6 separate regions of the Mus musculus genome follow, and regions 2, 3, 4, 5 and 6 are each linked to region 1. The links are chromatin contacts, called in public HiChIP or PLAC-seq, Micro-C and promoter capture Hi-C maps. All regions are on one chromosome and are shown on one strand. Each heading gives the region's core, a stretch centred on a gene start, on an enhancer-like site or on the middle of the called end of the contact. The rest is flanking DNA. Distances are from core to core; before and after follow the strand shown.

Region 1 (4,807 bases), core at 1,383-3,882:
TGAAAGGAATATGAGTGGGAAGAAGAGAGCAGACACACAGAGTCTAGAGGTAGGACCTACTCTGGGAGTGAACCCAGCACCAGCATCAACCCCCGGCCACAGTGGGCTCCTAACGTGGGCTTTCAAGACCTTGTATGCATTTGCTATACTAGAACAGTTCTAGTTCTGAAGGAAAATACCTTCCAAATAACTCCTACCTGCTATAAAAAAGAAGTCCTGCTAGGCATCGTGGCACACACCTTTAATCCCAGCACAACCGGGGCAGAGGCAGACGGATCTCTTGTGAGTTTAAGGCCAGCCTGACCTACAGAGTCAGCCAGGGCTACACAGAGAAACCCCTTCTCAAAAAACAAAACGAAAGTCCTGGCTAAAAGAACCTAGACTGTTCTCATTTTTTGTTTTTAAAATGCTGAAACCCAGGGCCTCAAACTGTACTCGTGAAGACACTTCCCACAGTTCCTTTTCTTGCTCTCTTCCCTCTAACCAGCGCAAGCCTAGCAGATGCAGCCTCACCAAACGTTTGATGAATGACTAGGAGAAATGTTCTCTGCTGCAATGGGGACTGAACTCGTCACAAATGCTAGGGTAGCTCTACCCCCGAGCTACAGTCCTCAGAACAAGAGCACTCTTCTCCTAACTCTCACTAGGGTTACAACAGTGGTCCTTTCCTCATAGGTAGACTATGCTAAGACTTTACAATTTCTCCAGGCTTCAAAGGACATGACAAACTAACAGAAGGAAGAGAAAATCCTTAGAAAGCTGACAACGTAAGATCCCTTCCACAGGGGCCAAACTGGTTTCAAAGCCAGGAGTTGGTCAGCTGGGTACAGCTCAGTGATAGAACTTGTGCTTACCACATGCAAGTCCCTGGGTTCAAGCTTAAATGAATGAATGAATAAATAAATAGGAAAGATGGTCACAGAGCAGGCTGGGAGACGCTCAGTCAGCGTTGTCCAGACCGCACAAGCATAAGAATCTGATTCCCAAAGCTAGGAAGCAGGATGTGATGGTATATGCTTGCAATCTCGGCACTGGGAGAGTAGGAGGCGTCAGGACAGTCCACCAGGCAAGCTCCAGGCCAGTGAGAGACTTGTCTCAAAAGAAAAGCAGATGACTTCTGAGGGACAACTCCAACTCCCGAGGTTGACCTTTGACTCCACACATATGCATTTGTACCCACATGTATGTGAACCCGGGATACAAAACCAAATGAGCAGAGCAGCTCGTCAGTGTTCCCACCCAGTGTTCTCTTTTTTTAAAATAACACCTTGGCCTTATCCACAGGAAGGACATGTGTATTGGGCCAGCCATGCAATGGAGATCAACGAACCCTTTCAAAAGGCATGCCAGCAAAAGAGCATATGACACACATGAATACATCAAGGCTAGGAGGAGGAAGTCACTATGTCCTCACAGACAAGCTGAGGATATGACCAGCTATTTCTTACCAGGTGATATAAAACATATTGACAAGTCAATATGTCTGGCCCAGCCCTGGCAATATAAGACATATTGATAAGACAAGAGCAGCATGTTTGTTAGATACTGAGTGCTCTTCTAAGTGCTTTTCTTGGCATTAACATAATTTTGTTTTCAAATACTAGGAAACAAGGTCTTGCCATATAAACTGGCTCTTAACTGTAGCAATCTCCTGCCTCAGTGTCCTGAGTGCTGGTATACACTACTATATGCAACATCACACACCACTCTTTCCTCGCATTCATTCATATATATATACATATATATATATATGAATCAATTAATTAATTAATTTTGTTACATCGTAGACAGGGTCTCATGTAGCCTAAGCTGTTTTTGAACCAATCTTTCTGACTCAACCTCCTGAGTGCTGAGATTACAAGTATGTGTCATCACATCTGACTCTAGATGCTTCAGTCCCAACTATGTACGCAGGCACTAGACTTTGAGTTTTAAAAGGACCAGGACCGGTGTGCACCACTCTACAGTCTATGCTGGGCAAAGCAGCAGAGGCCAATCAATAGTTAACTGTTTCCGGGTGGACGGGTGGAGGGTCGTGATATAATCAACAGTTGTAATATGCCAGAGAGCATCTCGGAGCTACTGTTGCTTTAGTTTCTCTATCAGAAAACCTTCTCTGGTCTTCTCCCTGTAGTCTCTCTCCTTGTTACTCACTGTCATATCTTTAATGTGTAACTGTCTCCTTCCTCTAGACTGTAAGCTTCACGAGAGCAGAGCCTCGTCTGTCCTGCTCTTTGTACCCTCTGCGCCTAGGTCTGTACTAGGCACGTGGCTGTCGATCAACAAATACATGCTGAACAAATGAATGAACATGGAGGAAACTGAAGCTTGGGAGAAGGTGGTGGGGACCGGGGATCGTCCCAGGTCTCTCTAGGACCAAGCCTTAAAATGAACCGGAACTCCAGGCTCTGGTTCTCCAAGTGGGGGGAATCACAGCGGCTGGGGCAGTGTAAGCCTGGCTCCGCCGCGAAGCCCGTGGGCTGGAGGGTGCCGAGGGCGCCCGAAGCACGGTCCTGGCTCCTCCCGAGCACCACCGGTGGGGCCCCGGCACGTACTTACCTCCCCGGCTCCACACCCGAGATGTTCAGCTGCAAAACACCACAGCTTCCACAGATCCAGCACTTCCGGGGTCAAACTGCGATTCCGTAGGCGCAGAAAGGAAGCCAACCTGCTCTGCCTGGCCCCGCCCCCGGCGCCAACTGTGGAGGTGGGGAATGCCACGGCCACGCCCCACAGAGACGACCCCGCCCCCTGGAGGCGCAGGAATTTGACCCTGACCACTCCCTCTTGGTGGCCACCCTCCTGGGTTAAGGCAATCCAGTTTGGGAAGCTCTCAGAAATCCAGGCTTCCACCCTACTCAGTTACCAGTTTTCAAATTTAATCCAGAGAAGTTTGAACGAGTCAAAATCACAAATGTGACGTTGAGAGAGCAGAGGAAGGCAGATGAGCTCGTATAGTTCACTTACCGAACGCTCTAAAACAGTTAAAAATGTGTAGTTATGGCTTTTGATGGTGGTTACTTCTTAGGTTAGTAAACAGGAAGATCCCACAAATGAAAATGGAGGTCTTCATCTTGGCGGTGGCCACATACACAGACGGACAGATGGGTTTACTTAGGCAGACTTAGCAAATTGTACACTTAAGATTTGTCCATGTATTTAGCCGGGTACACTGTAGGCAAGCTGACCCAAAACTCACTGTGTAACTCAGTATAGCTTGGAACTGATGACTATCCTCCTGCTTCAGCCTCGCAGATGCTGGAGTTAAAAGTGTCTACCACATGTTGTTTAAATCAGAAAGGCTGAGTATAGCTATTTTAAGAACAGGATACATTTTTTCCAAAGAAATGTCTCAGATGGTGAAGAGCTAGTGGCTCCCAAGGCTGGATAAGGATCATCACAGAAAACTAGTGGGTAATAGCCAGCTGCTGCTGCTGGTGCAGCCTGTAATTCTAGCCCTTGGGAGGCTGAGGAATGACTGAGGGTTCCAGGACAGCCAGGGCTATACTGTGGAAGGGCTCACATTGTCAGGAAAACAAGCAAATAGTTGTGAAGTAATGGGAGAGATGTTAAGCGGCTGAATTAGTGGGTAGATGGGCTCTAAACCAGAAATGGGAGGAGTGTGCTAATTGGTTATATTTCACCACGAAAAAAGTTCTCACAGACTTTGCAGCTTATTACAAAACAGCCCACATTTTCTTTGATTAAGAATCTAAACCTGACTGGGTGGTGGTGGCACAGGACTTTAATCCCAGCACTAGGGAGGCAGAGGCAGGCTTATCTCTGTGAGTTCAAGGCTAGCCTGGTCTACAAAGTTAGTTCCAGAACAGCCAGGGCTGTTACACAGAAACTCTGTTTTGAAAAACAATAAATAAACAACGGATCTAGGCATGACTTAGCAAGTCCTGTTTACATCTGAGTGTCCCACAAGACTTCAATCAAGGTATCAGCCAGGGTTGGAGTCCCAGCTGAAGGTCCAAAAAGAATTTGCTTCCAAATTCACAAACCATGTCCTGTCTGTCTGTCTGTCTGTCTGTCTCTGTCTCTGTCTCTTTCTCTCTGTTTCTCTCTGTCTGTCTGTCTATCTCTCTGCCTGCCTGTCTGTCTGTCTGTCTCTCTGACAGTGTTTCTCTGTGTAACTCTGGCCCTCCTGGAACTAATAGTAAACTGTAACTAAGTTTATTAACTAATAATAAACTGTAGGCCAGGTTGGCCTTGAACTCAGATTTGCCTGCCTCTGTCTCCCAAGAGCTGGGATTAAAGCTGTGTACCATCACTATCTAGTTTGCTCTTTCTTTCTTCCTTCCTTTCTTTTCTTTCTTTCTTTCTTTCTTTCTTTCTTTCTTTCTTCCTTCCTTCCTTCCTTCCTTCCTTTCTCTCTCTCTCTCTCTCTCTCTCTTTCTTTCTTTCTTTCTTTCTTTCTTTCTTCTCTCTCTCTCCTACCCTCTCTCTTTCTTTCTTTCTTTCTTTCTTTCTTTCTTTCTTCTTTCTTTCTTTCTTCTTTCTTTCTTTCCTCTCTCCTACTCTTTCTTTCTTTCTTCTCTCTCTCTCCTACTTTCTTTCTTTCTTTCTTTTTTTTAAAAGATTTATTTATTATTTATTATATGTAAGTACACTGTAGCTGTCTTCAGACACTCCAGAAGAGGGAGTCAGATCTCGTTACAGATGGTTGTGAGCCACCATGTGGTTGCTGGGATTTGAACTCCGGACCTTCGGAAGAGCAGTCGGGTGCTCTTACCTGCTGAGCCATCTCTCCAGCCCCTCTTTCTTTCTTTCTTTCTTTCTTTCTTTCTTTCTTTCTTCTTTC
Region 2 (4,382 bases), core at 1,690-4,189, 130 kb before region 1:
ATCTGTAACCACAGCTCCAGAACATAGGACATCCTCTTCAGACTTCCTTGGGCACCAGGCACATATATAGTACAAAGACACACATACAGGCTAAACATTCGTATATGTAAAATAAGATTTAAAGAGAGAGCCCTTTTCTTGGTTGCCATCCTGTGGGTTCACTCCGAAAAGCCATTCCTAACACATATGAGTTTCCAAGGCTCCTGTGGCTGCTGAGGGCTCTGGTTTTCTTGCTTTTTTCTAGTAGATCAAGATAGAAGGGTCAGCCAGCCACTGTCTAAGACTACAGGGTGAGGAAGCTTTCCACTGCAAAGAGTTTGCTCTGGGAAGTGTTGCGCCTGTGAGCCCTGCCTTGTGGCCTAGATGTTTTATGGCTATTTGAAAGTGCCTGTGGCCATTATTGGGCCTTATTTGATGCAGTAAAACATTCCATTTGGCCCCTTGGCTCTGAAGATATGTTTCATTTCAGCGCAGCTCCCAGGGCACCTGATTTGTTGCTGCAACAGTGGGAGGGAAAAGCTGGGATGCAAACTCATTCTGCAGGCTCCGGGTTCTGTTCTTGTGAGACTTGCTGTGATTTCTCTTTGGAGATTGGCAGTTTAAAAGAAGCATCAGTATATCGGAACCTTTCTTAGGGCTCTTGCCCAGAGTGCTTGGTAGATCACATTTGGCCTCCACCTGCCCAGCGAGGTGAATCAGGCCGATGAGTTCATTTGTTAGGTGGAAGAACGGTAGCAATCCGCCCTTCCAGCATCCTAGGGCAGCAGAGACTCAGCAGACATTTGCAGGCACAGTGCTGCTGCATTAGGTCCCTAAGGATTAATACAGATCGATTCCCTGTAGACTTCCTGGGCAAATTTCTCCATAAAGGAATTGGATTTGTTTATTGGCATGGAGTTGCCCTCTCATTTCACTTCTGTTTAGGGATATGCATGTGGACAGCTCTCTATGCACACATCATGAAGACAGCATTTGGGTGCAAGACATTACTACCAAGACTACAGAAAGCTTAATGTGCTCAGTTTATAGTGGTGCCCTCCCTTTGTTGGCACTTCCACCTTGGCTCCGTGGGGTTTTAGGAAGGGGAATGTTTATTGCACCCCAAACAAAGATCATGTTGAATTTGCTGGTGCTGGCTCTAACTGTCACCTTTCTGCTCCAGAGTCTGCTTGTTCCCTGCAGATCCTCGTGCCAGAGAATCTGCATGTCCTTTTCTCTCTCCACCCTCCCCTGCTCCTTCATTTTCAATATGTAGTGGCGAGGAGGAAGTATAACATGATTTTAGGGCTTGCATTTCAATTCCACGGCATTTTTATGGGACAAGCTGAGTCTCAGCACTGGGGTTATTAGGTTAGTATCTAAAATGGGTTCGGCACTGTGGGTCTTATTATTTAAAATGAATTAGGCAGCCCCCTCCCACCTGCATCTTCTCCCTGGGGATGAGTGGATTGAGGCGAGGCCCCCAGGGACTAGTGTAAGGAATCCTGGTGCCCTGATTAGTTTGTTCTTTCAGCTTAATTGTAGAGCTGCTTTTCTCCCCACTGATAACCAAAGTGGCGCTGTCCTGTCCGCCTCTCCACTCCCTTTTGCATTAGGACAAGATTGTCACAATACAGCCTTGTGAATCAATTTCCTTTCTGTGCTGATGAAAGTGTAATTCATTCTTAATCAAGCAGCCTTGCTGCTGCAGGATTCATGCTGGAATATATTTTGTTACCCTTCTATCACTCTGGGAAAATGGTCCCCAAAAAAGGAGGAGAGATGGGGAGAGTCGGCAGTCTGCCATCTCACAGTGGGTTTTCCAGCAGGGGGCGCTCTTGGAGTCAATGTTGGAAGCACCCTAGCAGTTAGACTCCAAAGTCCTGGGCCATCAGATGGCAACACTGGTCATAGGTACCTTCTGGGCTTGTGGCCCACCAGGCCAGCCCCGGAGCTGTTTCCCAGGAGCATCCTGATGGAGTCCATGTCTTACAGTGAGCAGGAGACAGCTCAGTCTGCAGATCCACGCACCGAGAGAGATGAGAGCAAACCAGCTGGGTGGCAGGGCCTTTCTGAAGGATTTGTTGTTGTTTTGTTTTGTTTGAAACAGGGTGGCCTGGGACTCAACGATCTTTCTGTCTTTACCTTTCTAGTGCTGATATTTAAAGGTTCCCTCCAGCATTTCTAGCAAATCTATTTTTTTTTTCTTATATTTAGTTTATTTGCAGTGATGGGAATTGAACTGTAGGCCTTGTACATCTTTAGACAAGTGCTGACCACTGACCCAGCCCCATTTTTTTTTTTTAGGACAATGTGTCTACTGTCTAACCTTGGATGAACAATTTAGAATGCACCTGTCTCAGCCTCCTTAATGCTGGAATTATAGGCATGTGCCTGCCTTAGCTTCTTGTCTTTTGTTCATTTGTTTGGTTTGGTATTTAAAATAGGGCCTTGCTGTGTAGTTCTGGCTGGTCTGGCATTCTCTATGCCAGCCTGGCCTCAAATGCTGTACTATGCCTGCCTCTGCCTCCCAAGTACTGGGAATTCAGGTATGCAGGCCTGTCCTATTATGGAAACAGATGTATCTCCCAAATCCAAACTTGTTTAGATTTGCTGGTTTTCCCATTTTTGTCATTTAATGCATAATTTGGGGAGCAGGGGGTGGAGGGCTTGCTTTGCTAAATGGCTTCTGTCCTCCCTTCTACAGCCTGATCATTTGTGGCTAGGAGGAAAGGAGGGTCTTCCAGGGGCTGTCTGTATATGCCGAGGTGGGAAGGAAGGTCAGAGGCCCTTATGATTAAAACAAAGCCACATAGATCTGCTGCAGAGAAAGAAAAGGAAGTTGGTCTCTTCAAATTAGAATTGGATTAGTGACAGCCTCGAACAGCCGGCTCATTCAAGAGAGCACTGAATTCCTCCTGTATTATTCACTGGGCTGGTTCTAGTCAGATGTGAAGAGACAGCTGGAAGAGAGCAGCGGGTCAGCTAGTGCCTAGTGACGAGGCTGCATGTTCTTTTAGTCATCTCTCGAGAGGAAGCTGGCAGGAGCCCGTTGGATGGAGCACTCTGAGCAGGTTCCTCGTGGCTTCTAGCCTTCCCAGAGGAGCAAGGCCTGACTGTCCAGATGCCTGTGTTGCCCTTGTCTGGATCCAGTGTGAGTTTTGAAGGTCTATGCATTGCAGAGTGTAGCAAAGTAGCCATTGGTCAGCATGAGCTCAGCTAGCTTGTTCATGGATTCAGGTAGGGACACCAGACATAGGCAGGCCCCAGAATTGACCCAGCATGGTACATGGGGCCTGGTGGCATATCCATGTCATGAGCACGTCAGTCTCACTGCCTGATGGAATACAGGACTCTCCTTGTCCAGTCTAACCTCCCAGGTATCTTAGTGGTGTGAGCAGAGCCTGCACCCAACATTAAAGGAGTCTGCCTCCACAGCCTCAGGGGTACCGCACCCCACATTCAGATGATGCAGCTTCACAGCCAGAAGCACACGTGAACACTTTGAGGTTCTGCACCCCACAATTAAGGGATCCACCTCCATAACCAAAGGGTGCACATGAACACCGTGGCTGGGTTCTTTTAGAGACTGGGCTCTTTGGGTGGTTGGTTTTCTGAGACAGGGTTTCTCTGTATAGCCCTGGCTGTCCTGGAACTCACTCTGTAGACCAGGCTGGCCTCAAACTCAGAGATTCGCCTGCCTCTGCCTCCCGGGTGCTGGCATTAAAGGTATGCACCACCATGCCCCACCCCCTCAGCTGAGGCTGGAATCTTAGTGGAATTGTCTCCATAGCACTCCCTGCATCTTACAGAGGCGTTGCTGTGCTGTGTGCATAGAGATCCAGTCCTGTCACTGGGCAACAGGGCAGCCCAAGTGGTGGGGCTCGTGGATATAAGACTCTCATAAGAAACCCAGGATGTTTGTTGAAGGGCTCACCATGTTCCACTTTCTCTAAGCCTGAGCCTTTCCTTTCATGGTTATCTCCTGCTTGAAGCTCTAAGTGTGGAAAGCAGCCTTCTAGAATGATCCTTGCCTATATCAAAGACAACAGGTGGAAATAGATCTCATGGGTCAGCTTGCCCACAGAGTGCCTAGCCAGGAGCATGGCCAACAGAAACGAGTAGCAGTGCCCAAGATGAGAGCTTGGGCTCTGAAACGCCTCCGTTGTGGGGCTCAGCGGGTACCTTGAGTGCATACTAAAAAAGGAAGCTCAAGGTTTCTCCCCAAATACCCTTGAATCACTGTCTGCCTCCCTCCTGCATGAGCTCTGCCCTCCAGTCCTGCCAGGAGGAGGGCATTTGATGTCTTAAGATAAAGGATACTGCTGAGGGAGCAGTCAGAGGTGGCCACTGGAAGCATTCCAGCAGTGGGAAGTGAGCACACACTATAAATTCCTCAGACT
Region 3 (4,477 bases), core at 16-2,515, 190 kb before region 1:
GTGCACTTAATCCTTAGATCAATCTGTTAAGACAGGTTCTGCTTATTCTCCTTGTAAAAGCATAAGGAAGTTCAATAACTTGCCCAAGGTCACACAGCAACAGCACTTGAGATAAATACTGGTGCAGATTAGTCACTTATCTATACCTTTTTGGCTGTTTCCTAGAAAGAAGCCCTGAGATCTTGAGGTATCCAACTTGTGTAATGATTTAACTTGCCTTCTGTATGTCTGTGTTCTATCCTATAGCACTCAGGCTGACATTGAACTCAGTCCTCCTGCTTCAGCTTTTGAGTGCTAGGATTGCAATTGTTGGTGTGTGCCAGTATGTGTAGCTGTAGTTCAGTTCTCATTTTTTTCATATCTGTGTGTGTGTGTGTGTGTGTGTGTGTGTGTGTGTGTCCCAAGTGCAGACACATGCCATCAGGCTGGCATAACCTTTTGTCAACCCCTTCCACCCCAAGACCCAGCTTAGCCAGTGTGTCTCCTTAGTGAAGACCACTTCCCTCAAGTCTCCTGGGCTTGAGAGGAAATCTCTTTCCTCTTGCCACCTGAGGACCTCCTCTTGGTCCTGAGGGTCAAACTCAGGTGATCAATTTGGTGGCAGGGTGCCTTTACCTTAAACCGTTTCACTGGATTACTTTGGTTCTTTTGTAAGTTCAGAAGTATTTTCCAGTAAAACTAAAATACTTCATTTCCCCTAAGAACCCTTTTTGTTCTAGACCTTTGTAGAAACTGTTCTCTCTGTAACACCCTTTCTTGCTGTCTTCTTCAAACCCAATCTTGCTCTTGGCTTCTCTTTTCCACCATGAGTCAGTCTAGATGTCATTTCTGTGAAAAGGGGGTTTTCTTTCTTAGGAGTCCCAACAGTCCCTGGGTATCCCTGTCATATCAATTGTTTCAGTGTTGAAAACCTCACTGTGATGATCATCTGTTCTTGGCTGACTTCTGCTCAAAACTGTAAATGTGAAGACTTGTCCCTTGTTACCATCGATCCTCTGTACCTTAAGCACCCCTGTCCTGGACACACTGTGTGCTCACTGTTTGTCCTAGACACACTGTGTGTTCACTGTTTGTCCTAGACACACTGTGTGTTCACTGTTTGGATAAGGGATGGATATATGGGCTAGCTATGATCTAAGTCTCTGAGCCTTGAGTTTTAATGTCACTTAGTCAGTCATATTAGATGCTGCTGTAGGATGTCTTGTGTACTCTGTGTACTCTCCATTGGTCACTGGGGATGATGACTAATGCCATTCCTAGTTAGAGATGCCTACAGTCTACAGAGATCTTCCAATGACAGTGAGTCATCTGAGCATCAGCATAGTGCAGTACCAGACAGGGAAATAATCATGCTCAGGCAAATCGATTTGTACCAAGAAGGCCAAGCATCTCTTCCACAGCAACTCGACAACTCTCTAGACCACCTCTGGCCAACAGTTCTTGTTTGTACAGAAACAGAAATTCAAAAAAGGAAGATAAAGGAGATCTTATACATTTGAGAAAGAACATGTTGAAAAGCAATGCCTTTTATAGGTGGAGATTAACCAAACAGAAAACTTGTAGGTCTTTTTGTTTTATTATTGTTGTTTTTGAGTCTCTGTGTATAGTCAAAGCTCACTTCCTCCCTCGACCTCTCAAGGGCTAGGATTCCAGGTGTAACCCAACATGTCTGGCAAAACAAACAAACAAACAAACACAAACACCAAAACAAAACTTACTAGACAAAATATTTTCTTTTGTTTTGGAATGAGGTCCCACTATACTACCCTGAACTATCTTGAACTCCTGGGCTTAAGTAATCTTCCTGTCTCATCTGAGAATGTTTTGTTTTATAAGTGAAGGTCTTTTAAATTTTTTTTTTTTCTTTTTCGAGACAGGGTTTCTCTGTGTAGCCCTGGCTGTCCTGGGACTTAATTTGTAGACCAGGTTGGCCTTGAACTCAGAAATCTACCTGCCTCTGCCTCCCAAGTGCTGGGATCAAAGGTGTGCGCCACCACTGCTCGGCTTTAATTTTTTAAAAAATTTAAATTTATTTACTTTATGTCTGTGTGGGAGCCCATATATGAAGATCAAAGGATTAGTTGTGGGATTAGCTCTCTTCTACTGTCTTAGTTAGGCTTTTACTGTTGTGAACAGATGCCATGACCAAGGCAGCTCTTATACTGACATTCAGTTGGGCCTGGCTTACGGTTCAGAGGTTCAGTCCAGTATCATCAAAGCAGGAGCATGGCAGTGTCCAGGCAGGCATGGTGCAGGAGGAGCTGGTTCTGAGCTTCATCTGGAGGCCACTAGGAGAAGACTGGCTTCCAGGCAGCTAGGAGGAGGGTAATAAAGCCCACAGTGACACACCTACTCCAACAATAGTGACACTCTCACTCCCTGGGTCAAGCATATACAAACCATCACACCTACCTTGTTGTCCCAGAGAAGGAACTGGGGTCTTTAGCTTTGTGGCACATGCAGCTGAGCCAGCTCCTAGCCCAGAGAGCTTGAAGCTTAAATGTCTTTAAGGCATCTCTACCTTGCTTGCTGTGGGTTTTGGTTTTGGTTTTGTTTTTGAGACAAGGTAGACTTGGTTGACTTGGAACTTACCATCTAGACCAGGCTGGTTTTGAACTCAGAGATCTGCCTGCTTTGGCGTTCCAAGCTGGGATTAAAGGTACATACTACCAGGGTACTTGCTTTCTTTAGGCAGCTTGTCTAAAACTCAGTTGCTCATCTCTTTCCCCCAAACGTGTTGCTTTTTCTGTGTTCCTTCTCTCTTTTCCCTGCGATACCAGGTGTTCACGCTGGAAATGAAGGTAGGTGTCCTTTTTAAATTTTTCTCCTTCTAGCCTGTTTAAATGTTGTTCTGGGGCTGCCTCCTTTCCAGTCCCAGGCTATTTCTCTCCTACTGCCTTTTTTTTTTTTATTAGGTATTTTCCTCGTTTACATTTTCAATGCTATCCCAAAGGTCCCCCATATCCACCCCCCCAATCCCCTACCCACCCACTCCCCCTTTTTGGCCCTGGCGTTCCCCTGTACTGGGGCATATAAAGTTTGCAAGTCCAATGGGCCTCTCTTTCCAGTGATGGCCGACTAGGCCATCTTTTGATACATATGCAGCTAAAGACAAGAGCTCCCGGGTACTGGTTAGTTCATATTGTTGTTCCACCTATAGGGTTGCAGTTCCCTTTAGCTCCTTGGGTAATTTCTCTAGCTCCTCCATTGGGGGCCCTGTGACCCATCCAATAGCTGACTGTGATCATCCACTTCTGTGTTTGCTAGGCCCCGGCATAGTCTCACAAGAGAGAGCTATATCTGGGTCCTTTCAGCAAAATCTTGCTAGTGTATGCATCCTACTGCCTTCTTGATGACAGGAGAAGTCTGCTCTGTGCTCTTGTCCAGACTGCAACTGTTCCTTCCCGGCAACTTTTCCTTACCCAGTAGAGTACAGGCAGAAAGCAGATGAGTCCTCAAAGCCAAAGGCTGAAGTGAGCCACCTGCTCCAGCACACACCCACTCCTGAGGCTGGCTGTCAGTTTTAGCCTCATCGGATACGATTGTGGTTTTTGGTGGTGGTGGTTTTGTTGTTATTGGTGATGGTGGTAGCTTTTGTTTTGTTGTTTTAAGATAGAGTTCCTTCCTCCATCACTGAACCTCAGCTGTTCTTCAGCTCTCTTCTGCCCTGAGTTCTTGCCTCTTTCTCCCACAAACAGCCTCTTTCCATCATTGTATAGCCTCGGTGTGTGGCTGAGCATACTCTGGTATGCTCTATAGTACTTGTTGGAAAATGGACTCTGATCTCACAGAGCAATAAATGAGCTATATGACTCTGCTGGGAAGGGCTTCTGTTTCAGTATTGCTCACTTACTGGCCAAGGTAGGGACAAAAGATTGAGTGATTGCAGAGCTGGGAAAGTGTGTTTGTGAGACTAGGTTTGCCTATCATGAAAAGGGGGGTCAGATAATTGGCGACTCGGTTTACTCAAGTTAACACTGAGATCGTGGGCCGGGCGTGGTGGTGCACACCTTTAATCCCAGCACTTGGGAGGCAGAGGCAGGCAGATTTCTGAGTTCGAGGCCAGCCTGGTCTACAGAGTGAGTTCCAGGACAGCCAGGGCTACACAGAGAAACCCTGTCTCGAAAAACCAAAACCAAAACAAAACAAACAAAATCAACAACACTGAGAGCGTGGATTCACAGGGGGTGAGGACTGAGGCACATTTCCAGTTCTGATAGCTGATGTTAAAATATAAGTAGGAAAAAAATGTAAGTAGGGCATTCTGAATTGTTCTGAGAATTGTTCCTCTTTTTACTTTATTGCAAGCTCCATGGGGGCAAACGCATTGTCTTTTTGCATTTAACAAAAATAGGTCTGCATTTTTAAAAACAAACAAGTAGAGGAGCATACAGAACCCTCAGTAATGCAGTATTATGTTAAGGTTTGCAGCTCTCCAGGATGCAGCCTCGTTCACTGCCCGGAAGCTTTCCTTACA
Region 4 (4,489 bases), core at 7-2,506, 240 kb before region 1:
TATTTTCTCCTCCTACCCAAGGTCATCCCTCCAGAAAAGGCTGAGTTTACAAGGTACACTCTAGGCTTTTTTCCCATTGTCGGCTTCTCTCTCATTACCCAGCACGGAAGTGAAGGGCACGCGTCCCAACTCTTCTATCCGTGCTTTCCTAATGTGCACAGCGATCTAACGGAACTCCATGGCCACATTCTTGGGCTGGGGCAGGAGTAACGCAGGTCCCTTTCCACAGGTGTGAGGGCAGGTGTTCCACTTCTTTAGCTAATGCTTTTTGCACAAACCCTGTCCTAAAACTTGTGAGGGTGTGGGGCTGGGGAAACAGGAGAGCAGGGTCAGAAGTGCTCCGGGTGATAGGTGCAGAGATGGGGGTAGCACCGGGCGTGGCATCGAGGAGGGAGGAGCAGCCCAGAGCCAGTCAGGGGAAGGAAGCCAAGCTCTCCAAAGCCAGAATTGAGCCTCTCTCCTAGGAGGCCACCAGCCGTGGTACAAAGTGCAGAGTGCATCGTAAGACCTGGGTCCTAACATCCAGAGCTGCCTCCACATGGCACGGACGCTGACCTTGAACAGCTCCCACCCCACTCTGTTGACCCACCTGTACAAAGCAGGGTGCGGAATCACTTTGGGAATTCCCACCGTACCCCCAGTCCTCCTCTCCTTCCAAAACTTTCTGCTGGCTCAGAAGACCCCAGCGCGTGCTAAACCACAAAGGCCAGGCAAAAGGCTGCCAATATCCTCTGCCTTCGTCCGGGATCCAGGGCTCAAAACCTGTCCCTCCCACTCACCTCATTTTTTATTCTCAGCCCAGATCCAGGTCCCAAACAGGACAAAGAACCTGCCCAGCTAGGCATGGTAGTGCACACCCTCACTATCTGGGAGGCAGAGGCAAGAAGATTCCGAGGTCGAATCACATGTAGTACGAACCTGTTTAAAAACCAAAACCATCCCCATACCTTTTCACCTTCCCCATTCTTTCTCAGCCTCAGGCCTACATCCTGGTAGCTCTCTGCCTCTAACCCCTCAATTCCAAATCCGAGAGTCTGTTTTTCATTCCAGCCCCCTCCCCTGCTCCTGTTCCGGGCACGCAGTCAGCCCCGTCGGCCTCTCACCGCACAGCACCCGCAGCCGCGAGGTCCCCAGCACGGGGTCTCGGCTTCGTGAATAGCCGCCGTGCCGCTGCAGAGATGATGCACAACCGCGGAGCCATGTTGGACCGGAGCAGGTTGGAGGAAAGCCACGCCTCAGCCCAGTGGCTGGGGGCAGGACTAGAGAAAACCACGCCCTCCCCTCGCCAGCTTCCCTTTCAAACACAAGCAGGTGGGAGTCCCCCAACTCTACAGTTGCACAGTCCATACCCACACCTCCGAGCTCTTGAAACTCTGCAGCTAACTAGTTCTGTTCTCTTCAACGACCTTTTCCCCTCTGTACCTGGGAATTCATCTCGATAATCGCAGGGTTGTATGTCCTGGACATTCTGAGGATAAACTAAAGACAGTCTTTATACCCCTAAAATTGTTCACAAACTATGTGAGTTCCCTTCCTCCTTGGGTGCTGGAGGTGGAGCCCAGGACCTCACACATGGCTTGGCAAATGTTCTGTCTACATCTTGTGTTCTTCTGTGTCAAGGCATCAACAGACAATATTTGTCTATTCAAAAGAACAAAATCTATAACAATTTTTAAAAGAGAGAGAGAGAGAGAGCCTGGGGGGGGTCCAGAAGCCTCAAATATCCTGGAACTGGAGTTTAAAGGAGATTTTGAGGCACTCTAATGGGTACTGGGATCCAAACTCAGGTCTCCTCCAAGAGCTTTTAAAGGCAGAACTGTCTCTTTAACCATTTAAAACAGATGGACAAGACTCTGAGCAAGCAGGATGCTCTTTCTCCAAAGCCCGAGTGTGATGGTGCACTTAAGAGGCTGAGACGAACTGGGCAGTGGTGGCGCATGCCTTTAATACCAGCACTCGGGAGACAGGCGGATTTCTGAGTTCGAGGCCAGCCTGGTCTACAAAGTGGGTTCCAGGACAGCCAGGGCTATACAGAGAAACCCTGTCTCGAAAAACAAAATAAAACAAAACAAAACAACAACAAAAAGAGACTACGGAATTAAAACAACAAACAAAAAACATTTTCTCTTCACTGTCTATTCACCTGGAGGCTCTATATTTGCTTTCTCAGCCCACACAGAGATGGATCCCTTCTGATCCCCTGGGGGACACAGGGACAGAGACACACCAACGGGGGAGTGGGGTGGGGGAGGATGCCAAGCCACCGACTGTAATTCGGTGCAGGGGATTTACAGCCGGTATAACTAACTTCCGGAGTGCTTCAAACTGTGAGTCTGGCAAGTTAGGTCTCATCTAAGATCTTGAGACAGCAAAGGTTGGCTGAACAAGTCCTATCTGTACTTCTTGGCAGCCAAGGCCTGGTGGAGCAGACAAATCACTCCAATCACTGCTGACTGAAACCTCCAAGGCAGAGATGTTAGCCATGCCCCGCCCCCTCCATCAGCTAGGCTACTGGCAAGTGAGCCCCAAGGATCTCCTTGTCTATGCTTCCCCAACATTGGGATTACAAGCAACCTCTCCTGCTGTGGTGCTGGGAATCGAACTAAGGTCTTTGGGCTTATACTAACGTGACCCAGTCCGTGGGTCAGACAACAGGGTGAGAGAGAGAGAGAGAGAGAGAGAGAGGGAGAGAGAGAGAGAGAGAGAGAGAGAGAGAGAGAGAGAGAGAGAGAGAGAGAACTGAGGGGGCAAGAGATGTGAAGAATGGAGTGGAGACAAGACAGCCTGTCTGATCAAGTCTCCAGTCTCCAGTCTCATTTATTGTAAGGCAGCTATGGGTATATATAAGCACAAGCTGGGGTGGGGTGCAGCTGGAGACACTTAACCACAAGTCCAGGATGTATAGGAGAAAAACAAGATGTTATCAGAGTGTGTTCAGCTGTGGTGGGCTTCTTGTAAAACCAGCCTGCTAGGAAAACCAGTCTCTTGTCAGGGTGGACAAGCACCACCTGTAGGTAAACAGCCCAAGATGGCTGCAGAGATGGTAGCCGCTTTCTGCTAGGAGTCGGCTTCCAACACTAACTGAGCTATCCTCAACCCAGCCATTTAAATTTCAACTATGTGGGAGTTTGGATGGGAACGACCATCTTAGGCTCACATATGTTTGAATATTTGGTGTCCAGCTGGTGGAGCTATCTGGGAAGGACTAGAAGCGTGGCCTTGGTTGAAGAGCTATGTCATTATGTGCAGGTTTTGAGGTTTCAAACACCCACAGCCATTTCTATCACCTCTCCTGTGGATCAAGATGTGATCTCTCAGTTACTGCTCCAGCACTGCGCCTGTCTTATCTGCTGCCATGCCTCCTGCTATCATGGTCATGAACTCTAAGCCTCTGGAACATATGTAAGCCCACAACAAACTCTACAAATATTGCCTTAATCATGGGTTTTATCACAGCAATAGAAAAGCACCTGAGATAAACTGTGATTCTTTTTCCCCCTTTTTTATTTAATTTTGTGTGTATGTGTGCATGCAGGAATGTATGTATGTGTACCACATCTATGTAGTGCCCAAGGAGGTGAGAAGAGGCACCATGTAGTCTGGAAGTTACAGATGGTTGTGAGCCAGGATGAGGGCGCTGGAAACCAAACGCAGGTCCTCTGCAAGAGCAGCCAATGCACTTAATGCTGACCCATCTCTCCAGCCCTTCCTTTGAGTTTTTGTTTTGTTTTGTTTTGTTTTGTTTGTTTTTGTTTTTGGCTTTTTCCAGACAGGGTTTCTCTGTATAGCCCTGGCTGCCCTCGAACTCACTCTGTAGACCAGGCTGGCCTCAAACTCAGAAATACCCCTGCCTCTGCCTCCCAAATGCTGGGACTAAAGGCGTGCGCCACCACTGCCCAGCAAATGTGTAGCCCAGGCTGGCTTCGAACTCGTGATCCTCCTGCCTCTGCCTCTGCCTCTGCCTCTGCCTCTGCCTCTGCCTCTGCCTCTGCCTCTGCCTCTGCCTCTGCCTCTGCCTCTGCCTCTGCCTCTGCCTCTGCCTCTGCCTCTGCTGCCCTTTGAGTTTTCTTAAGATGCTACTATGAACACACATTATTTTGTATGATTTATTTACAAAGGAAACTGTGTATCAACATGATAAACAGAACCAGAATCAGTTGTCCCAGCAGGTGGAAACATGGAAATAAATGCAGTGTTGAGGACTGTAGCCCAGTCAGCAGGCTGCCAGCCTGTAGCTCCTGCTCTGTGAGAGCAAAGTGGAGCACACAAAGGGTAACAGAGACACTACAGGACGTTAGAAGTCAGTGTGGCCGGGCATGGTGGCACACGCCTTTAATCCCAGCACTTGGGAGGCAGAGGCAGGCAGATTTCTGAGTTCGAGGCCAGCCTGGTCTACAAAGTGAGTTCCAGGACAGCCAGAGCTATACAGAGAAACCCTGTCTCGAAAAACCAAAAAAAAAAAAAAAAAAAAAAGAGCTCTGACTGTACT
Region 5 (4,408 bases), core at 756-3,255, 200 kb after region 1:
CAGTATGTATGTATATATGTATGTATTTATTGGCAGGACCTTACTTACTAACCTACTCAGAGAGGTCCTCCTGTCTCAACTTCCCTAATGGCTGAGAATACCTGGCACACACCAGCACATTTGACCCACCAATGTTTGTCAAGTGCCTACCATTTGCCAGGTACTATACCGAATATCTGGAGATATTCTGATGAAGCTTGTTTGTTTATCTCACACACATTCTAGATAGAGCAGGTTAAGAAAGAAATGAAACCCATTATTAAATGCCATAAAAGAAATAGAATAATAAAAAAACGTGAGAAAATAGCTCTGTGAATATGTTAGATGGCCATTAGTGTAAAGGCAAGACAGAAGGCCTTTGAACATGGCGTTGATTGGCTGAGCTCAGACTGCAAAGCATATGATAATTAGGTTAGTGTGTGCACATGTGTCTGCAGGCACACAGGCATGCATGCATGTACTGGTCAAATGGACAGAAGCCAGGGTCATTGGGGAAGAGGGAACTTCAGTTAGAGATTGCCTCCATTAGATTGGCCTGTGAGCAAGTCTGTGGGGACATTTTCTTGACTGATGTGGGAGGGCTCAGCCCTCTGTGGGCTGTCCTGTGTTGTGTAAGAAAGCAGGCTGAGCAGGCCTGAGGAAGCAAGGCAGTAAGGAACGTTCTTCTGTGGCCTCTCCTGCAGATCCTGCCTCTAGGTTTCTGTCCTGCTTGAGTTTCTGACCTCTCTTCAAGATGCTGTGTAAGCTGGATGATAAAATATGCCCTTTCTCCCTCCAAGTTACTTTTGGTCATGATGTCTTTACTACAGCAAAGGAAAACAAAGACAGACAGGCAGTATAGAGGGGAGTCTGAGGGTCCAACCAGGAAAGTTAATTCTGAGACTTGGAATGGACCTTTAAAACCAAATAAAAAGTTACTTCTGGAAAGTACAGGATCCAAGCAGAACCTAGTTGGAAGGAGGGACTGCTGGCAGTCTAGAAACCATTTTGATTGTGAAGATTGGAGGGAGGGGCACTAACTATGGCAAAGGTTGAAAAAATCTAAACTATTTTTACCTGGATTGTGGTTTATGTTAGGTCTCAAACCCAGACAAATGGCTGAGGTGCCTATTTAACATATTAAAGCAGACATGGCCACCAGGTTCTCCCAAGCATCTCTCAGTCCAACCAGGGCCTTTCTGTCTGGCAAACCTTGTCCCTACCCTGAACTCTCCACCTACGGGCTGGGGTGCACTTCCCTATATAATCCAACCATTTTGGTTACCCCCCCCCCTTTTATTGCCTCCTGGTCATTGCACCCGGTTCCCCTTCTCCTCTTTCTCATACCTTGCTCCCTCTCCTCACATGGCTCAGGGTCATCATGACCACTCTGGACTCTCCTAGGTGTCTCTGCTTCTGGCTATGTCTCCCTCTTGCTCCCTAGTGTACACACACACACACACACACACACACACACACACACACACACGAGAAAGGCGGGGATGGGGATGGGGGTGGGGCTAAGATAGGTGAAGCACAAAGAAAGGTTAATATAGGCAAGTTTTAGCCGCATAATTAAACACTACAGTAGAAGATTACAGTGGGGTCCAAGTCTAGGAAAGAGACTTGCAAAGCCCCCAGGACTGCAAAGCGCTCTGTTTGAGTCCAGGCCCTCCCAGGCTCCAGCCTCAGATCTTGGAGAACCCCCATCAGGTGTACTGTTCCCATCAGCCATGCCCTGCCTCTCCTCAGTTCTGGTTATGTAGGTGATCCAAGTGGGCGTCCCCTCACAGTCCGCAGTCCTCGAAGGCTCCAGGAGCTCCCCACACCAAGGGAACGCAGGCTCCGCCCACAGCCCGGGTGGGTAGGCTGCCTGCTGCCCTATTTTGCATATTCATGAGGTAGAGCAAGGCCTGCTGAGGGGCCAACCTTAGACTTAGGCATGAGGAGACTCCTGTGGCCCTGGCCGGAAAGTCGTAAAGCCGAGGGGTGGGCTTTGCCAGGAAAAGCCGTTGGCCTCTGCTGAGGTAAAGGCCGAGGGGAAGGCCTCGCCGCGTGTTCACACGCGGGGTCTCCGGAGGAAGGCGTTCGGGTGGGTTCTGGGGTCTTCAAGTTCACACTTCTCTGTTCTTTTTAATTGACTGGGTTCATCTGTGGAACTCGCCAGCCCTCTGAGGAGAAGTGTAATCGTGTAATCGTGGCGGAGGGCCAACGAGGACCGGAAGCTTCAGGTATCATGGTTGCCTACTCTGGACGGTGAAAAACTTCACACGTTAAACAAAGAGCTGGTGGCGATGCGGTGGCGAGGAATGAACTGGTAGACCTTGAATTTCCATCATTTTAATAGCTGAATGATTTAGGCCTTTTTTAAAAGTTGGAACTGGAGATCACTAAATTAAGTGAAATAAGCCAGACCCAGAACGACACATAGTCAGGTTTCCCTAGTGTGTGGAAACCTGATTTAGATGCACATATACATGATAGGAGCATGAATGGGCCGTGTAGTACGTTATCTGCTCACCTAGTGAAAGCAAAGTGTAAGCGTGGTTCTTGCCCCTAAAAGGTGGTAGATTTTATTAGGACGATAGCCTAATTTCTCCTTCATCAGACCATTCATTTCTTGAGGCAAAGACCATATTTAACTTTTTGTAATCCCGTGTTTTACCTGGAACAGTGCAAATTGCACAGTAAACGTTGAATATATGGATTAATGGAACTAGCATGAGAAATATATTTTTAAAAACCAAAGAGCGTGAACAAATACCTAATTAATACAGTAGGAACCGCTTAGTCCGAGCAAGCATGAAGTAGCAGAATTATCAGGGACAAATGGAATTTGTGAAAATGGTGGCTAATAATTTATTGACGTACGCTCAGCAAAAGGTTTAACAGGGAGGACTTGGGCAAACCAAATTCTCTTGCTGATCTTCAATTTTTTTATTAAAATTTGATGGTTTTTGTTCGTGTTTTTTTGTTTTTGCTTTTTGAGTCAGGTCTGTTTGTTTGTTTGTTTTTGTATTTGTTGTTGTTGTTGTTTTGAGACAGGGTTTCTCTGTATAGCCCTGGCTGTCCTGGAACTCACTTTGTAGACCGCCTGCCTCTGCCTCCCGAGTGCTGGTATTAAAGGCGTTTATTAAATCCGGTTTGAGTCAGGTCTTTGTGTAGCCCTGCTGTCCAGGCCTCCAACTCAGAGATTACCTGCCCCTCCCTCCTGAGTACCACCCCAAAGGTGCTCGCCATATAGCCCAGAGCATTTTACTTCTCTCTGTGCACATCTGTGTTTTCATACACCTGGAAATTCGTGTGCATTTGGAGGTCAGATGTTAGTGTCTATTACCTTCTTTGCTTGCTTAGTGTTAAAAAATGGTTTTTATTTGTATTATTATTTTTTAACTTGTATAGGTGTTTTGCTTTATGTATGTGGGGGCCTAGTGCCTACTGAGGGCCGAAGAGGGCATCAACTTTACTGGGTCTGGTGTTGCAGGCAGTTGTGAGCTGCAGGTGGGTGCTGGGAATTGAACCTGTATCCTCTGGAAGATCAGTCTGTGCTCTTAACCACTGAGCCATCTCCCCAGCTCCTTTACCCTTTTTTTTTTTTTTTAAAGACAGGAACTCTCATTGAAGCTGGAGCACTTAAAAAAACAAACAAACATACAAACAAACCTTCAAAAATACCAAGCTCAACAGATATAATTTTACTCTTAATTTAATTCACAATAAGTAGTCACATACACAAAATAGATATAATATACTATGTATTGCAATGAGGACATAACTTGAGCTTGGCAGAGGTGGTAGTAGAAATCGGGGCATTGTTTCTTGAAAAACTAAACCATGTCCAGGAGATAGTAATTTGAAGTAGAAGAGGATGTTTCAGACCAGAAGAATATTGCTAAGAGAAAGTAAAGCTGTACAAATGACTGGTGCATAAGAAATATCAGGGGAGGGCTGGAGAGATGGCTCAGCGGTTAAGAGCACCAACTGCTCTTCCGGAGGTCCTGAGTTTAAATCCCAGCAACCACATGGTGGCTCACAACCATCCATAATGAGATCTGACGCCATCTTCTGGTGCATCTGAAGACAGCTAAAGTGTACTTAGATAAAATAATAAATAAATCGTAAAAAAAAAAAAAAAAAAAAAGAAAGATATACCTTTAAAAAAAAAAAAAGAAATATCAGGGGAAATGATTGAAGAAATTAGGAGGGCATGAGGCAAATCTTGAAACAATGGTAAAGAGTTTTTATTTTATTTTTTTCCTGAGGGTAGTTGGGGAGCTATGTTAAGTACTTCAGTTTGGAAATAATAAGACAGTTAAGGTAGTAATGAGAAAAGTCTAGCTGAAACGTAGAAGGGAGATGGCTGAGCACAGCAACAGGCAGATGGGTGGTTGCAACAATTCAGGCAAAAGATGAGGCTGATCTGATCTAA
Region 6 (4,554 bases), core at 732-3,231, 210 kb before region 1:
ACCATGTGGTTGCTGGGATTTGAAGTCAGGACCTTTGGAAGAGCAGTCGGGTGCTCTTACCTGCTGAGCCATCTCACCAGCCCCCCTGAGACAGTTTTTTTGTTTTTTGTTTTTTTTTTTTTCTGTGTAGCACTGGCTGTCCTGTAACTCTATAGACCTCAAACTCACAGAGATCCACCTGCCTCAATTTGGGATTAAAGGTGTGTAGCACCATGCTCTTCCAGGGCTATGGTTTGTTTGTTTGGTTGGTTTTGGTTTTTCGAGACAGGGTTTCTCTGTATAGCCCTGGCTGTCCTGGAACTCACTTTGCAGTCCAGGCTGGCCTTGAACTCAGAAATCCTCCTGCCTCTGCCTCCAGAGTGCTGGGATTAAAGGCATGTGCCACCATGCCTGGCTCCAGGGCTATGGTTTTAAGAGAGGCTGAGGAAGAGGACATGCTCAGGGGTTCTAGGATACCCCAAATAACACAGGAAGACCCTGTCTCAAAAACAAACAAATAGACATACAAAGGTTGGAAAGGTGGTTTAGTGCCTAAGAGTAAATGTTGCTTTCGCAGAGGACCCAGGTTCAGTTTCCAACACCCATGCAGTAGCTAAGGACTGAATTACAGTTTCAGGGGCTTTGGAACCCTCTTTTGACATGTGTGCCAGGTATACATGCAATGCACATATGTGCTGTAAAACATTTATATACATAAGATAAAAAAAAAAAAACAAAACTGTGGTGCTTTGACTAAGAACGGTCCCATAAGCTTATATTTGAATGCTTGGTCACCAAGGAGTGGCCCTATTTGAAAGAATTAGAAGGCTTAGGAGGTGTGGTCTTGTGGAAGGAAGTCTATCATTAGGGGTGGTTTTTGAGGTTTCAAAAGCCCATGCCAAATGGTTGTCTTGCTTTCCAAGCCTGCAGATCAGGATATAGCCATCTCTCAGCTACTGCTCCAGTACCATGCATGCCACCATGCTCCCTACCATGCTGATAATGGACTAAACATCTGAAACTGTAAAGAAGAAAAAGTCCCCAATTAAATGTTTTCTTTGATACGAGTTGCTGTGGTCATGGTGTCTCTTCACAGCAGCAGTGCCTGGGGAATGTATCTTTAAAACAAGTAAAAACTCTACAAATCCCCAGAAAGTTGAAATTTTCCTAAGCATATTATACATTTGATGACGTTAAGCTACAAGTACTCCAAGTATGTAGCTTGGAAATTAAAACAAAACAAAACAAAAAAACCAAACAAAGGAACAGAGGGTAAAATGAAAATTCTTGCCGGGCAATAGTGGCGCACACCTTTAATCCTCAGCACTTGGGAGGCAGCAGCAGGCGAATTTCTGAGTTCGAGGCCAGCCTGGTCTACAGAGTGAGTTCCAGGACAGCCAAGGATACAGAGAGAAACCCTGTCTCGAAAAACTCAAAAAAAAAAAAAAAAAAAAAAAAATAAATAAAATTAGCTTTCTATATGTATTAAGCAAGTTTCAATTCCTCAACCACCTAGTAAGGTAAGGACTATCATGAATTCTGTGGTTATTCTAATTCTCTTAAAAAGAAGTTGAAGGATCTGGCAGGCAAGTCGGGGCAACTTAAGCGGCCTCACTTCGTGTTTTTAAAGTTTGAAAAATATTGAGTCAGCATATATAATTAAGTGTCAAAAAGGAATTTCGGCCGGATGTCCCAGATACGACTGAAGCTCTGGTAAGACGCTATAAATGGGATCTCTCACTGACTGCAACAGTACCTCGTGCGGTGCAGTCCCGGCCTCTACAGGTTTCCCGGGAAAGGCGCCGCCCGCTCCTTCTCAACCAGTCTTGCTAGAGTAGGAGTATACTTTAGGAACAAAAGCGCTCGGAGTGACCGCATCTACAGCCACTCAACGCCGAGAACAGACCGGCGGCCCTCGTTCAGTGCAACTTTCAATTGGTGGAGTAGGCCTCCAGGAGGCGGGACGAAGCGGAAGTCCCGCTTCCTTTGGCGTTCCTGCCAATCACAGTATCTTAGAGAAAAAAGTGTTAGGGTGAGTCGCTGAGTAGCGTAGTGGGAGTCCGGAGGGCGGGGCGGGGCGGGGATCCGGCAGGTCGCTGAGGTGGGGGTTGGTAGAGGACGCTTCCCGAGGGCGCGCGGAGCGGAGCTGGTGACAGACACGCACGCGCGTGTGCGCTCCCAACTACTGCGCGGCCCCGCGACCCTCGGGGGTCGCTGAGAGGCCCGGCGTCGGCGCCGCAGCCGTCTAGGATTTCTGTCCAAAGGCGTCCCTGGCGTCCCCAGCCCGAAGCTCCAAGCTCGGGGCTGCGCGTGCTTTTGCCGGCATCTCCCCCCGACCCCCCCGTCGTCAGAGACTGTCCCTTAACTCATCTTTCCGCACCCACAGCCGGGTCCTCGCGGCCCATGCTGGCCGCTGGGGACCCAGGCAGCCTAGGTCTGTCTCGGGCCGGCCAGCCGGCCACCATGGTGGCCCTGAGGCCTGTGCAGCTACTCCAGGGGGGCTAAGAGACCCAGAACGCGGGCCTAGGGGTGAGGGGATCCAAGGCCGGTACCTCGCGCCATGGCCGGAGCCATCGCTTCTCGCATGAGCTTCAGCTCACTCAAGAGGAAGCAGCCCAAGACATTCACGGTGCGGATCGTCACCATGGACGCCGAGATGGAGTTCAACTGCGAGGTAACCGGCCGCCGACCCCGACGGGCTGTGAGTGGAGAGCCGCGGAATCTCTGCCTGTCTGGTGGCAGCGACGCGGGTCCCTACCCATGGGGTGCCCTCGCTGTGGTGACAGTCGAAGTGCAAGCTTAAGGGATTCCGTATATATCATTATCTGGAACCGGAAGAGGCTTTCTAGGGCCAGATCACAAGTTAAAGCTAGTTGTTTGTTTGCTTGTTTGTTAAAGTGGGGTTCTTGGTTTTGGCATTTCCCGAAGGTTATTTTCATTCATTTGTTATTGGGAAACACTGGAATCTTCCGTAGAAACGAACCGGTGTGCAGTGTGTAGAACTCGCGCCTAAAACTCCAGGGAGTTTTTCGCTAGGTATTAACTGTGTACCCTAGGTCTTAAAAGTTACATCTAGTTATATTGGAAGCTCGTACTTTTCCCTGTTCCAAAATTTTCAGTTTCTGGAAAAAACTCTTTGAGGAAAGAGTGTCTTACATTTACTCTTTATAGTTTCTAACATGATGATAATAGCTATCATTTTGTTGAAGAGTGTGTATGTGAGTGAGTGTGTGTGTGTGTGTGTGTGTGTGTGTTTGTGTTTTCAGGGCCTTGTGTATGCTAGGCATGCACCCCATCACTGGGTTGTATCCACAACCCTGAACACTTGCTAAGTGTCAGACATTTACACATTTGACTCTCAAAAAACAAACAAACAAAAAAGCAAAGCAACAACAAAAAAGCCAGTCAGATAGGTCCTGTGCCACTGGAATATACTTGGTTTGCTTCCCTAGCCTATTGCTTTTAAAATCCTTGGAATCGCCAAAGTATTCGTTTTCTTTTTGTGTGTTAATGAGCTGGATGCTGTTGCCATGCTATAGTAGTTTTAGAATTCAGCCTGGTTCCCAGAAAGGATCTTTAAGGTTGGGACTTCTCAGTTCTTCCCTTAAGACTGAAGGATCAGCCAATGATTTAACCGACAATGCCTATATAATTAAGCATCCATAAACTGAAAGGATATGGCTTAGAGAGCTTCCATCTGAACATGTGCTCTAGTAGTGGTATAGTATAAACTATAGTAGTAGTATGAACTCTGCACCGTTTCCCACATGCCTTACCGTATACATTTTAAAAGATCTTATAAGCTGGGCAGTGGTGGCACACACCTTTAAACCCAACACTTGGGAGGCAGAGGCAGGTGGATTTCTGAGTTTGAGGCCAGCCTGGTCTACAGAGTGAGTTCCAGGACAGCCAGGGCTACACAGAGAAACCCTGTCTTGAAAAAAAAGGTCTTATAATATCGTGTGCCCCTTTTAATATCCTATGAAAAATAGGTAAATGTGAGTGTTTTTGCCTAAGTTCTGTGAGGTGTAGTACTAAATTAGCTGAACCCAAAGAGGGAGTTGTGGAGTTGTGGCCCTTCAGTTTTGTAGCTAGTCGGAAGCATGTGATTGGCCTCAGAAACTGGAGGCAGTCTTGTGTGGCTGACACTGCAGAAGATGGTAAAAGCCTCTCTTTTAAAGGTGGAAAGAAACCTTATTTTTTCCTTTATGCAGAGTGCCTGAAGATTTTGAACTTGAGCCTGAGCTTTTAGCCAGTATGATACCTAGACTCTCGAGCAGTTTAGCCCTTGCTACCCGAAGTGTTGATTCATGGCAAGCAGGATTGGTAGCCACGTCAGGAGTCAGGAGTTGCCAGATTGTTTGCACCTGTGGCTACATAGCCAATCACTTCAGCTTTACCGGCTTTGGAGTTGTGTTGGAACTACTCAACTCTTTAGCTTTGCTCTTCTATAGGACTGACTTAAGCAGGACAGTATCACAACTCACTGACATTTTCTACTCCAAAACTGATGGAAATACTTCTGAACACAACCTTTGGAAAAGGCAGCAAGAATGGGAAGCTAACAAAGTAATA

What was found. Promoter capture Hi-C pulls out the DNA fragments that hold promoters and counts their contacts. Hi-C and Micro-C count contacts between places; a contact is called where the count stands out from the background. HiChIP or PLAC-seq counts read pairs in DNA pulled down with a chosen protein or histone mark. Capture Hi-C pulls out chosen DNA fragments and counts their contacts.
Region 2: a contact with region 1 is called in a Micro-C map of muscle stem cells, with 6 times the contacts expected there. The contact joins the enhancer-like site here to the promoter of Ascc2 in region 1. A contact is called at or near these places in 7 of 39 promoter capture datasets (cranial neural crest, hematopoietic stem and progenitor cells, hippocampal neurons and 3 more), 1 of 484 Hi-C or Micro-C datasets (muscle stem cells), 2 of 115 datasets of contacts at active chromatin or transcription factors (effector CD8 T cells and embryonic stem cells) and 2 of 9 other capture datasets (adipose tissue and liver).
Region 3: an H3K4me3 HiChIP or PLAC-seq map of bone marrow-derived macrophages shows a contact between it and region 1, with 3 times the contacts expected there. The contact joins the enhancer-like site here to the promoter of Ascc2 in region 1. A contact is called at or near these places in 11 of 39 promoter capture datasets (the 3T3-L1 cell line, 3T3-L1-derived adipocytes, the C10 cell line and 8 more), 3 of 115 datasets of contacts at active chromatin or transcription factors (the SCID.adh cell line, bone marrow-derived macrophages and embryonic forebrain) and 3 of 9 other capture datasets (adipose tissue, liver and pancreatic islet).
Region 4: a contact with region 1 is called in a promoter capture Hi-C map of adipose tissue. The contact joins the promoter of Nipsnap1 here to the promoter of Ascc2 in region 1. A contact is called at or near these places in 3 of 39 promoter capture datasets (the C10 cell line, the SN4741 cell line and liver), 2 of 484 Hi-C or Micro-C datasets (CD8 T cells and embryonic stem cells), 1 of 115 datasets of contacts at active chromatin or transcription factors (memory CD8 T cells) and 2 of 9 other capture datasets (adipose tissue and macrophages).
Region 5: a promoter capture Hi-C map of hippocampal neurons shows a contact between it and region 1, with 6 times the contacts expected there. The contact joins the promoter of Hormad2 here to the promoter of Ascc2 in region 1. A contact is called at or near these places in 19 of 39 promoter capture datasets (the 3T3-L1 cell line, 3T3-L1-derived adipocytes, the C10 cell line and 13 more), 8 of 484 Hi-C or Micro-C datasets (the N1E-115 cell line, cerebral cortex, embryonic stem cells and 3 more), 5 of 115 datasets of contacts at active chromatin or transcription factors (the NIH/3T3 cell line, bone marrow-derived macrophages, embryonic stem cells and 1 more) and 1 of 9 other capture datasets (adipose tissue).
Region 6: a promoter capture Hi-C map of pancreatic islet shows a contact between it and region 1. The contact joins the promoter of Nf2 here to the promoter of Ascc2 in region 1. A contact is called at or near these places in 14 of 39 promoter capture datasets (the 3T3-L1 cell line, 3T3-L1-derived adipocytes, the C10 cell line and 9 more), 2 of 484 Hi-C or Micro-C datasets (forebrain and regulatory T cells), 9 of 115 datasets of contacts at active chromatin or transcription factors (the SCID.adh cell line, bone marrow-derived macrophages, cardiomyocytes and 4 more) and 3 of 9 other capture datasets (adipose tissue, liver and pancreatic islet).

Annotation. Positions count from the first base shown.
Region 1 is chr11:4,635,575-4,640,381 of GRCm38.p6, reverse strand. Ascc2 (activating signal cointegrator 1 complex subunit 2) reads right to left here and starts at 2,632. Exons shown (of 20, transcript NM_029291.2): 1 at 2,560-2,632.
Region 2 is chr11:4,770,543-4,774,924 of GRCm38.p6, reverse strand. All of the region lies in intron 16 of Nf2 (neurofibromin 2), which reads left to right. Among named protein-coding and RNA genes, the nearest start is that of Cabp7, 26 kb to the right of the region's middle. Within about 2 kb of position 2,939, at least 24 of the 459 cell types and tissues checked have an H3K27ac peak or open chromatin away from gene starts, as enhancers often do. A contact at or near this core is called in muscle stem cells, where this site is marked.
Region 3 is chr11:4,823,154-4,827,630 of GRCm38.p6, reverse strand. The region is part of intron 1 of Nf2 (neurofibromin 2); the gene reads left to right. Among named protein-coding and RNA genes, the nearest start is that of Nf2, 24 kb to the left of the region's middle. Within about 2 kb of position 1,265, at least 64 of the 459 cell types and tissues checked have an H3K27ac peak or open chromatin away from gene starts, as enhancers often do. A contact at or near this core is called in the SN4741 cell line and bone marrow-derived macrophages, where this site is marked.
Region 4 is chr11:4,870,718-4,875,206 of GRCm38.p6, reverse strand. It overlaps Nipsnap1 (nipsnap homolog 1), which reads right to left and starts at 1,256. Exons shown (of 10, transcript NM_008698.3): 1 at 1,104-1,256. The coding sequence starts at 1,201.
Region 5 is chr11:4,438,679-4,443,086 of GRCm38.p6, reverse strand. Hormad2 (HORMA domain containing 2) reads left to right here and starts at 2,005. Exons shown (of 11, transcript NM_029458.1): 1 at 2,005-2,210.
Region 6 is chr11:4,846,971-4,851,524 of GRCm38.p6, reverse strand. Nf2 (neurofibromin 2) reads left to right here and starts at 1,981. Exons shown (of 17, transcript NM_001252250.1): 1 at 1,981-2,653. The coding sequence starts at 2,540.